Regions from separate parts of the Danio rerio genome. Here region 2 is linked to region 1. Evidence: chromatin contacts called from public HiChIP or PLAC-seq data. All regions are on one chromosome and are shown on one strand. The core of a region is the stretch at or near the end of the contact, and the rest is flanking DNA. Distances in the headings are between cores, read along the strand shown.

Evidence for each region. HiChIP or PLAC-seq counts read pairs in DNA pulled down with a chosen protein or histone mark.
Region 2: an H3K4me3 HiChIP or PLAC-seq map of embryo shows a contact between it and region 1, with 7 times the contacts expected there. The contact joins the promoter of zgc:152830 here to the promoter of adra2b in region 1. A contact is called at or near these places in 2 of 18 Hi-C or Micro-C datasets (hematopoietic stem cells and an unstated tissue) and 1 of 4 datasets of contacts at active chromatin or transcription factors (embryo).

The regions. Positions count from the first base shown.
Region 1 is chr8:49,084,333-49,087,268 of GRCz12tu, forward strand. adra2b (adrenoceptor alpha 2B) reads left to right here and starts at 1,445. Exons shown (of 1, transcript NM_207638.1): 1 at 1,445-2,936. The coding sequence starts at 1,445.
Region 2 is chr8:49,671,343-49,674,614 of GRCz12tu, forward strand. zgc:152830 reads left to right here and starts at 1,474. Exons shown (of 16, transcript NM_001076620.1): 1 at 1,474-1,524; 2 at 2,980-3,021. The coding sequence starts at 1,514. fahd2a (fumarylacetoacetate hydrolase domain containing 2A) reads right to left here and starts at 811. Exons shown (of 8, transcript NM_212918.1): 1 at 621-811.

The sequences.
Region 1 (2,936 bases), core at 195-2,694:
AATAACAGCAAAAAGCTTTTTTCATTTTCCGTACCTAATGTTTTCAAATATATCCTGTTTGCAAGTTTCCTAATAATAAACAGTGCTCTTTATTGTGCAGACACCATTAATCAAAATCATTACCTTTATCCATTTTGGATACAAGTTGATTGTGCGGCTGACCTCTCCAAAAGGTTTGATTAGAATTGCATCCACTACACGCCTGTATTTGTTTTATGCTTGACAATAGAGTGTTAGGATAGGTCAGGCTTTTAAGTGGGAGGGAAGAGTTCGCCTCATGACGCCCGTCCTGACATCACTTATACTGGGGTACTGAGGAGAACCGTTGCGTAGATATGAAGCGAGAGCGGCTCGCTCGAGCCGCACCGATACTTAAAACTGTCACTGAGGTAATGCGCGCGGCATGTAGGAGGCATCCAACCTGCTGAATGAGATACTGCTGAAACAGGAGAAACACGAAGAGAGACGGAAGACAAACTGTTTTCACTTATACTTCTTTTTATTACTTGGACATACCCGACTATTTTGGAGTGCCTCTGATCCTTAAGCCGACTTTCTCCACTCAGGAATGTAACAACGACACAACTACACCAGACTCCATCATTTATCAGGGTAGTTGTTGCACTTCAATTCTTTCTGCAAACTTGTGAAAACTGTGAGGGGAAACTGGCACATCGCCGCGCGCTGCTGCGCTCTCTCTGGAGATTTATATTTAAAGCCTCGCGCTCCGTGGAGGGTTGAGCATCTGGGTAACCTAGATTTAAGCATTCCAATATATTTGTTTTGTAATTACTTGTCAACAATTTAAGAAGATTTTGAATTCGCAAATTGAATGTTCCAATTTTGTAATGTTCTAACTGAAGAATTATTATCGAAATCATTTAATAGAAGCACAATATTGCGCATGATTTTCATATTGGCATTTAATCAATCGGTCACTTCGGATTTGATCACTCATATTTCTGCAGTAGTCTTTTGTTTCGGCTTTCCCCCCTCTCACATTTCAATTTTCAACCTGTCTTATGTAACAACATTCTTAAGTTGATGATATAACGGCAGACAAGCAAAAATACTTAATAAGAATCATAAATTAAAATGTATTTCAATTAATTGGATGTTTATTACATTTTATTAGTTGCATGTTACTCAGATGTGGCTTATTTCAATCTTTTGAGATGCAAAATAATAAATTCACAACACTCGACGAGATGTGACATACGATGACTGACAGAATCTATAGTGCAGTTAACAATGTATTCATTTGTTTATACGTAGGGGGGTTTGTACATAAAGGTTTTATTTAATGTAATATTTAATAAAATATTGAACACTTAGTTTTTAGAACATAAAATAAACACCAAAACCATATTATTTAACTTATTCTACCCACATACGGATTGCCATAGAGAAGAACTGCCCACGTGCACTTTCTGCATTTGCAGTCATGGATAGCCCGTGCCCTGTTGCCGTGGGTCTGCCTGGCCACACTAATGGCACTGGAGGCACGTCTTCACCGACTTGTAACCAGAGCATGATAAAACTCGCCCCGTACTCTCCTGAAGCCACAGCAGCCTTTGCAACAGCCATCACATTGATGATGCTTATTACAATAGTAGGCAATATCCTGGTCATCATTGCTGTTTTAACAAGTCGCTCATTAAGAGGACCCCAAAATCTTTTTTTGGTCTCCCTTGCTGCTGCAGACATTTTGGTGGCCACCCTCATCATCCCCTTTTCCCTAGCCAATGAACTGATGGGCTACTGGTATTTCCGCTCTGTATGGTGTGAGATCTACCTGGCGCTGGATGTGTTGTTCTGCACTTCCTCCATAGTACATCTGTGCGCCATCAGTCTAGACCGCTACATGTCTATCTCACGTGCTGTCACGTACGGTCCCAAGCGGACACCGAAACGAATCAAGTGTGCCATTTTGGTGGTGTGGTTGATCTCAGCGGTAATCTCATTTCCGCCACTACTATCTATGAACAAGAATAAAGGTGGTGGCGAGTCAGGTGCGCTGCCTCAGTGTCAGCTCAACGATGAGCGCTGGTACATCCTGTACTCTACTATTGGTTCCTTCTTTGCTCCTTGTCTAATAATGATCTTAGTCTACATGCGGATCTATCAGATCGCCAAGCAGCGCACACGGTGTCCACCAGGGGAGCCCCGCAAAGAAGCCCCAGCTAATGCTACGACTCCTCAGCACAAGATCCAAAATGGAAGAGGAGATGAAACGCCAGGCACCCTTCAGAAAAAAGCCAGGCCTCCAACTTTGGCTGTGTCCCAAGTGGAGTCTGTCCAGCAGGCAGCAAACACCCCGATCGCCAACAACCTTCTGCAAGCCCCTTCAACAACCTTGACACCAACCACCCCATGCCCCTCGCCATCTCCTTCGAATTCATCTGAAGTGGCTCCCAGTAAAAGTAAAGAGGGGAAAAAGGAGAAGAAGAAGAAGAACAACAAAAACAAGAACAAGAAAGAGCCTGACAACAATAATGGAGAAAGCATGAGCTCTGATTCGGACACTGAGCAAGGTGGGAGGGGGTTAGAGGTCCCTTGCACCCCGACTATGACCCCCAGTGGCATTCATTCTCCTGCCACTATGCAGAAATACAGAGACATGATCGCCACCGCTAAAGGTGCCAAGCTGGTGGCCCGAAAGGCCAAGCAAGATGGAACGCCCAACTCTGCACGCCGCAAAGCGATGGTGAACCGAGAGAAACGATTCACCTTTGTGTTGGCGGTAGTGATTGGTGTCTTTGTCATTTGCTGGTTTCCCTTCTTCTTCTCATACAGCCTACAGGCTGTGTGCCCAGAGTCGTGCGCCCTGCCAGAGCCACTCTTCAAGTTCTTCTTCTGGATCGGCTACTGCAACAGCTGCCTCAACCCGGTCATCTACACCATCTTCAACAAAGACTTCCGCAGAGCCTTCAAAA
Region 2 (3,272 bases), core at 224-2,723, 590 kb after region 1:
GGGAGCAATCAAACTCACTCAAACTCCCGGCGAACAAAATGCAATGCACACACAATGACCCCGCAACAGTATAACTGTGCTGCTGGCCCGCTTACCCGCTACCGGACGTGGGATACAGAGATTGGAAAGTCAACAGCGGCCACCGAAACTTTAGTCCGGGGAAACCCCAGCACTACCAACTATCCCTCCCAGTCATTCGCTCGCGCACAACATCATGCCCACGTCCCGGCACGATAGCCTTGGCCAGCGGCTCAGCAGCACCTGCAATCAAAAACCAAGAAAAACCCCTCCTGACCCAGAAACTACAATCGCTTTTAAAGGCTTGGACTCATTACAAATTGAACTCAGCTGTTCATCTCCTGGAAACGTCATAGACGCAAATGACGCCAGTACGCATCATCCTGGTTTGGGAAGCACCGCTTACAACAGGTTGAAGGCATTATTATTTTAGGATAAAGACATCAGAGCGGTTTTTGATTGTGCAAGAACACGTTGTAAACTACTGATTGCAGTAAACAGCTTGGTTTATGGCTAGAAATAAGATAACAAGCAAGACAGAGTAGATAACTAGTGACTATGCCCTACTTTCAGATTTCTGCAGCGCTGTATGAAAGTCCTACCTGATCTTGGTTCACAAAACAGAAGTGTTGATCGTGCACGTTTTAAAAAAAAAATAACGCTTACAAAGGTGATCTGTCTGAGGACTGATGTCTTACTCGCTCACACATCTCAATATATTCCACAAAAATTACACAATCTTTGTACTTTGATACTGTAGCTCACTGTCATTCCAGCACCGCTGTCACGTGACTGAAATTGACGTTCTGCTGACTCGTTAAAGAATCGTTCTTTTGAGTCGAATCTTTTAATTCGTCAGTTCAAACTGTTCCTAAAAAGAGCCCGAGAGCGATTATTAATACATTTATTTACAAGAAATCTCACGAATAAACGTGTTTACGAACATTTCTTTGTAAAAAAAAATCTGTTTAAAGCTGATTAAGCTATGTTTAGGCAACGTAAATTAAAAATAACATTATACATTACTCTGACAAACTAAGCTTTAATACAAGGATATACATAAATCACTTACTTAGATTAAACATTAATTATTTATTAAAATAACATGAATAAAACATGGATAATGGTATAAAGTGGAAGAACCAAACTACAACCTGCTGTTCAAAAGAATCGATTCGCTGAAACGATTCAGACTTCTATCGCTGTTGACTTCCGGTGTGTATTATGTAGTTTAATGAAAGTTTGTTGAGAAGAGCGCTATTTAAAGACTTTTTTCTCATTTTTAAATGCACAAAATTGCATTTGATTTTTTGTCATAAAAATCATCCTAAAATAATCATTTTATTATTTTTTTTGCACATTTTATGTAGTTAGAGTATGAAAAAAAAACTAAATTTTCGTGAATAACGTGACTCAATGGGTCATGTGATTCGTCTGTGAAATCTGTCAGCTGACATCACGGTTTTACTTCTGCAGGGCGAGAGGAGACGGAAGAATGTCTGTACGGTAAGAGGATTATTCAGAATCGTTTAAATGCAATTTGCGTTATTACTGTCATTTTTTAGGTGTATTGAGTGTGGTAAGATTGCATTATGTAGATTTTTTAAAGTCAAACATTAAAATGATTCAAAAGTAGGTAATTTAGTGATTTTTGTTTTGTGGATATTTTTCACATGTTTTGCAGCATGATTTTACAAACAACCTGATTTTCTTCTTTATATACAGCTGTTTAATGATATATCTTGATTTGCTATTTATTCGGACCTGCTTAAGTACCTTTTGTTTTGTTCTTGAAACTACTAATATTGAAATTTGAAATGAAAATGTTGTCGTAGACCATGTTTTTACATAAAACAAGTAAAGGTGGCATGTTTTCAGACATATGTACATCTTTATACAACATCATATTAATGTTTTAACTTCAAATGATTTACATTAATAGCAGAAATCAATAATAGGTGGAAAAACACAGATTTTTCAATCAAACCCATGCACAGTGAATAGAGACTACGAAAAGATTTTCTTGTTCAGAGATATTTATCAAGGACAAAATAAAGTGATTATAAGACACATCTAATGTTTCAAAAGGTTTTATTTTAATTAACTGGTTTTAATTTTCAACTTTGTTAATCAGAGAATCCTAAAGAAACTTAAATTTGTCTAACATATGATGCATTGACAATAATAAGGACCCCTAATTCTTGATTCTAACCAAATAAGCATATTAGTAAGGCAACATATTACAATGATTTATTAAGGACCGTTTAACACTGAGAACTGAATTATGTGACAAACCTAAAAGAACATAATTAGTAGATTCTGTACATGCACTGAAAACATTTAAACATTGAATTTTTACATTGAAAAAAAATGACTACTTATTTAAAATTGGTTGCGATGATATTGTAATGATATATAGGTTTCAGAAATGTGTATCTAAGGGAATGTTGCATTTTAAAATTCTGTTCAAAGAAAAAAATAAAGTTTTGATCAGTTAATTTGAGATTTTTTAATTATTATTATTGTTTTGTTGTAAATTTATTATAAATAATAAAAATATATATTTGAAGTTGTCCACAGGCTCACTATAAACCCATTGAACTTTCACCACAGTTCCTCATCAACAGTTAAATTACAGTTTCCACAAAACAGTTCCTCATTGCTGACTATGTTAAAAGTGTTGATAATCATATAATTATTTTGATTTGCCGTGTCAGCAGTGAGGAACTGTTTTTGTTGAATCTGCATCTCAAGACTCGACATTTCGAAATAGTAAAATTGCTTAACTTTATATCAGTGTCAGTCTTTTGAACCCCACACGTGCAAACGACAATCAGGCTTTAATCAAACATGGTGAAAGAAGCTGCAGTTTTTTATTACTAATTACTTATAATGTTTGATTACCTATTTTTTATGCATAACAATTTTTTTAATCCTCTCTCTATGTTTCCTTTCATTTAGAATCCAGCCGATCCAGTTTACCACTGACTGCAAAGACCAGAAGTGAGTCGATCCCTCTTGAAGCATTTGTCATTGTGTATAATTCATGAAGTTGCTAACAAGCATAATAAACATGTTACAACACCTTTCAGAAACTTTATGAATTGGTCATCACTGTTAACTAAACCAGCTGATTTACAATCAACAACACACAGACTTTAGACTTTAGACTGTCTTCTTATCACTCATGGGTAACAGAGTATATAGATTCGGCTCATCATTCAGCCCCTTATACACTGAACCTTTTTCTTTGA